2 separate regions of the Mus musculus genome follow, and region 1 is linked to region 2. A link is a contact called in public promoter capture Hi-C data. All regions are on one chromosome and are shown on one strand. The core of a region is the stretch at or near the end of the contact, and the rest is flanking DNA. Distances in the headings are between cores, read along the strand shown. Region 1 holds the start of Fibp (fibroblast growth factor (acidic) intracellular binding protein). Region 2 holds the start of Nudt8 (nudix (nucleoside diphosphate linked moiety X)-type motif 8).

What was found. Promoter capture Hi-C pulls out the DNA fragments that hold promoters and counts their contacts.
Region 1: a promoter capture Hi-C map of pre-B cells shows a contact between it and region 2, with 2.0 times the contacts expected there. A contact is called at or near these places in 2 of 39 promoter capture datasets (erythroid cells and pre-B cells).

What each region holds. Positions count from the first base shown.
Region 1 is chr19:5,459,266-5,461,965 of GRCm38.p6, forward strand. Fibp (fibroblast growth factor (acidic) intracellular binding protein) reads left to right here and starts at 1,342. Exons shown (of 10, transcript NM_021438.4): 1 at 1,342-1,513; 2 at 1,696-1,894; 3 at 2,125-2,251. The coding sequence starts at 1,429.
Region 2 is chr19:3,999,271-4,001,970 of GRCm38.p6, forward strand. It overlaps Nudt8 (nudix (nucleoside diphosphate linked moiety X)-type motif 8), which reads left to right and starts at 1,310. Exons shown (of 4, transcript NM_025529.3): 1 at 1,310-1,577; 2 at 1,926-2,058; 3 at 2,358-2,435; 4 at 2,526-2,700. The coding sequence starts at 1,384. Tbx10 (T-box 10) reads left to right here. Exons shown (of 8, transcript NM_001001320.1): 8 at 1-242.

The sequences.
Region 1 (2,700 bases), core at 92-2,591, 1.5 Mb after region 2:
CAGCTCTGAATGCCTGAAGAGAGAAATTTGGGAGATAGCCCAGGTTTCTAGAACGAGATGGGTGCTGAGGCTGCCACGGAGATAAGAGTACAGGGAAACAGACTGGAGCTGAGAGGGATCTGTCTAGAAACCCTAAAATGTGCTCCGCCTAGGGACCAGAAGTGGAGTGGGAGACCTGGTCTTATAAACCAGGACCTCCTCCAGGACCTCCTCCCCCTGTCTCTAGGTAGCAACCCGCAAGTGCACTGAGATGAACTGGCTTTTGTAGAACTCATTTTCCCCCATTTTTCGAGACAGGATTTCTCTGTGTAGCCCTGGCTGTCCTGAAACTCACTCTGTAGACCAGGCTAACCTCCAATTCAGATATCTGCCTGCCTTCCAAGTGCTGGGATTAAAGGTTATACAGGGTTAATTTTATTAGTAATTATAGCCAGTAAGCTATATTTATGTATTATACAACAGTGCATACATATGTAGAGATCAGGTGATAAGGACTAGGTATACTGGTGGTTCCTATCCTGTAATCTCAATGCTTGGGAGGTTGAAGATCAAAGACTGCTGCCAATTTAGACTAGCCTGGACTACAAAGTAAGACCTTGTCTTAACAAACAAACAAAACAAAACCTGGAGCTGGTTCTTTCCTTACACAGTATGGGTGCAGGAGAACGAACTCAGGCTTGGTGGCTCCTGTGTAAATCTTTTACTGCCTCATGAAAAGACAAAGAAGACAGCCTTACTAGATGGGTGCCCCTGCAGATACCTACTTCCAGGCAGAGCTCTGAAAGACTTTAAGTGAAGTCACTAGCTTGTGTGTGGGTGTAGTATGTGGTGAAAAACTGGGGCTGGAGAGAAAGCTAAGTGGTTACAAGCAAGGAACCACAACCATATGTGCAACTAACTCATATTTGCCTGTAAATTTAACTCCAGGGGACCTGATACCTCAGGTCTCAAAGAACATTTGCACTCACACGTACACACCCTCTCCCCACATACACATTATTCAAAACAATAAAAATAAATACACTCCGGGAACAAGAAAAATGGTCATCTGTCTGTCTTATGGACAATGGAAGTAAGGGCCACATACACCTAGCAATCGCTACGATAGAACCTTGGAAACATTCTAATTTAGGATACAGGTCAAAACTGGGAGGCTCTGAGAAAACTGAGAAGATGGGAGTGACAGAAGGGGTTAACGGGAGAATCTGCAAGACAGGGTAGACTGAGAGAAGACTATCCCGACATCTTCCGAAAAACCGTTCACAGAGCTGAGCGGTGTCTCACTAGCTCCGTCCCGGAAGTGGTCCTTCATCAGCTCCGGGTGCCCGGAGCAAAATCTCCGAACTCCCGGAAGTCGCTCTGCGGCTACTCGCCCGGCCGGGGCCCGTACAAGCTCCAGCTTCGGGCGAACCCGGCCCGGGCATCGTCATGACCAGCGAACTAGACATTTTCGTGGGGAACACGACCCTTATAGATGAAGACGTGTATCGCCTCTGGCTGGATGGTTACTCAGGTCTGTGAGCCGCCCTCCCGGGAAGCTGTTGTTGGGGATCGGGAAGAGGGGGCGTGGCTAGGATTTAGGCTTGGTTTAGGGAAGTGGACAGACTGCGGGAAGTCGGGGAAGTGTAAGGATTGGAGGTGGAGGTGGAACCCCTGGAGGGCCTCTAGGGTCTTATGGTAGCGCCCACTCCTCAGTGAACGATGCAGTGGCTCTGCGAGTACGCTCCGGAATCTTGGAGCAGACGGGAGCCACCACAGGAGTGCTGCAGAGCGACACCATGGACCACTACCGCACCTTTCACATGCTTGAGCGTCTGCTGCACGCGCCGCCGAAGCTGCTGCACCAGCTCATCTTCCAGATTCCTCCCTCCCGACAGACACTCCTCATCGAGAGGTGCTCACCAGGGGTGGGGGACGGGGGTGGGTACTGGCAGGGATGTCAGTCAATCTGACTTATACCCATTTTGTAGACTGAAGCTGAGTCTGGGGGGAGGGTATTGGGATATACACAGGGGTAGATGGGGTGAACTCAGGAAATTAGAAAATTGAGAACAAGAGAAACCAATTCCAAACTCCCTTCTCCTTCCCTAATGGATCACCAATAATGACCTGTGCCTCCACAAGGTACTACACCTTTGATGAGGCCTTTGTTCGGGAGGTCTTGGGCAAGAAGCTGTCCAAGGGTACCAAGAAAGACCTGGATGACATCAGCACCAAAACAGGAATTACTCTCAAGAGCTGCCGGAGGCAGGTGGGTTCTACACATAACACCACTACCTGTCTAGCCCACCTCTGGATCCTTCTTACTACTCTAGCCCCACCTCTAGCCCGTGGTCTAGCCCATGATTGTGGAACCAGTTCCTTCTTCATATAAACCCTCTCCTCCCTCCACCTCCCCTCTGGCCAGGCGGACCAGGCTTAGGCTCAGTCTGACCGTGGCTTTCCTTTGCTTATAGATTTTCATTGGCTCCCACTGTCCTCGACCTTCAGACTCAGGTTGGGTCACTATAGACCTCTCTGGACTTAACATTTCTTGAGCCCCAAGTTTGTTTTTGTTCATGGTACTCCTGCCTAGAAGATGCTGTTCTTGGCCACATCTATCCCTTGAAATCGACAAGGGAGCTAGATCCTACCTTATCCATGAGCCGTTTTGGTAGCATTCATGCCTTGTCTTTAAGGGAGAAGTACCAGGGTGTAAAC
Region 2 (2,700 bases), core at 60-2,559:
GTTTCCCCTGTGCCCCACCTCTCCTTCCCTCCTCTGTAAGACATCTCCTAAGGCGAGCAGCACAACTGGAAGCTCTACAGCAGTGGGTTCCTGCCTCAAAGTCAGTCTGGGGCCTGCCAGCCTTGGAATCAGGCCTACTTCCTACTCAAAAGCCCTGAATCATGCCCTGCTGCCTCGAGGATGCCTCCTCTAAATCCTGCTTCGAATGTCCTTCCCCCACATTAAACTGCTTGGCAACAGCAGTCACAGTACTTCTGTCCACAGGAACTCCCAGACCAGACAATCCCATCACCTTTATAAGTCTCCAAAAGCTGTACCCAGAGCACAGGGTGATGATAACTGGCTACACCAGCAAGGCTGCGGTTAACCTGGTGTGTCCCCTATTTTGTGCACCCATATAAGGATGGAAGCAGCTCAGAGAGGTTTCGGCTCACAGTCACACAGCAAAGTACAGCTGACACTCATCATTCTATTTAAATGCGATGCTCTAAGGCTGGTTCTGAGAGCCGGGGGTCATCGAAGTGTGCCTAATATGATAGATAGGGATCACACAGGCCAAGGTAGGGATGGGTGTATACTTGGAGAACTAGAGGTAAAAGGCCAGGTTGAAGTCCTCTCGGTAGTCTGGTGGAATAAGGCTGAGGGAGGCGCGTACTCTTCGTTCTCTTGGAGTGGGCGCCCAGAGGCACCTGATGACTCCGACTGTGCTCCGACCCAGAGCTCTTCCTGTGAGACGTTCTGGAAAGCACGGACACCCAGGAGACGAGAGAAAAGGGGCCCAGAAGATCTTCAGCAGCCAGACATCCCAACTCCCGAACCCGAAGTCAGGACCCATTCAATTCAGGTTACTCAAGCGTTCCGGAGACACAGAGTCCAAACCAACTGTGCCACAGATAGGGAAGTCCCTGGAAAGAAACTCAAGCGAAGCTGGCCGGCTTTTCCGGACACGCCTTCCATCAGCTCTAAGCCAGGTCTTTCCTTTAGGTGGCGCTCTGGTCCCTGTACACAAAACCGCTTCTGCCCTCATCTAGCAAACTCCGCCCCAGATGCCCTCTGTCGCCCAATAGCAGCAAAACCCGCCTTAAGCCACACCCCCGAGGTCTCCGAGGATCTGCATCAGCAGGCCTCGTCTGGAACGCCTCCGAGGTTTCAGCAGCCACTGCCTTGTCCATCTCGGAGGCTCTACCTGGGCAGGCTCCGTACCGCCGGCGTCCGAGGCTTTGCAAGGGCAGTCCCAGGCCTGTCCGCCTCTCATACCGGGCTCCGGGAAGCCACGCCTCCTTCCGGCTCCCACTTAGGTCCCCGCCCCGCGCTGGAGCTTGCGCGCTGCGGCGTTCCCTCCCTAGCGGGCTGATCCCCCACTGTGTCCCGGACGTCTGGGACATGCTGCCTGATGGCCTGTCCGCGGAGGACGAGCAGCGCTGCCGGCAGCTGCTAGCACGGACCACTGCCCGGTTACGCTCGCGGCCCGCAGCGGCCGCAGTGCTTGTGCCGCTGTGCCTCGTGCGCGGGGTCCCCGCGTTGCTCTACACGCTGCGTTCTAGTCGCCTGGTTGGGAGACACAAAGGGGAAGTCAGGTACGCCGGCCTTGCCGGCGCACTACCTGTGGCCCGCATACCCCTCTGAATTTTTCCCTTCATAAACAGGACTCTGCCCCTTACCGTAGACTGGAGAGAGGAGATCCGGGGCTCCCCTTCTTTGGCTTCGCCCTCAGCAGAAGTTGAGAACACCCGGGGACGATATCTGCACCACTGGGACACCATAGGCAGACATGGGGTGTCTGAGCCCTAGCATAGTCTTAGCCAGCTGCCAGACCCTCATGTCGTAATCTATATCACAGTGCCTGTCCCCCTTACTCTAATGGCACAGAGAGCTAAACTGCCTCCTGACGACCTGTGGTCCCAAGATTCCCTCTGCCCATTTAGTTTCCCAGGCGGTAAGTGTGATCCCGACGACCAAGATGTAATACATACGGCCCTTCGGGAGACTCAGGAGGAGCTGGGCCTAGAGGTGCCCAAGGAGCACGTGTGGGGTGTCCTGCAGCCAGTGTATGACCGGGTGAGCCACCCTCATCCTATCACAATCAGTAACCCTAGTGGCCGGGGAAGCCAGCCCCGCTCAGTCCAGGACAGGGTCCAGGAAGGCTTGCAGGGTAGGCTGCATCCCTCTAGGCTTGAGTGGCAAGTGGGAGGTTTCCTGGCGGTATACAGGTAAGGGGAACCTGTGAGGCAGCATGGCAAGAAACCAAGGACCGGAACTGGAGGGCTTCACCATGATTACCCAAGACACCCGGATGGCAGGGTAGGGTCTGCTTCCTAAGTTTGCTCCTTCTGACTCTTCACCCTTCTCCTACCCAGGAAAAGGCAACCATAGTCCCAGTACTTGCCAACGTGGGCCCACTGGATCTGCAGAGCCTTAGGCCCAACCTTGAGGAGGTGAATGGTGACTACTGGGGAGTTGGGCTGTCCTAACAGGGGACTCACAGGCAGTCCTCTGTCCACCCTCTTTCTGTTTCTTGCCTACAGGTGGATGAAGTATTTGAGATGTCTCTGGCCCACTTGCTGCAGACACAGAACCAGGGGTATACCCACTTCTGCCAGGGTGGCCACTTCAGCTACACACTGCCTGTCTTCTTGCATGGACCACACCGTGTCTGGGGCCTCACAGCTGTCATCACTGAGCTCACCCTGAAGCTGCTGG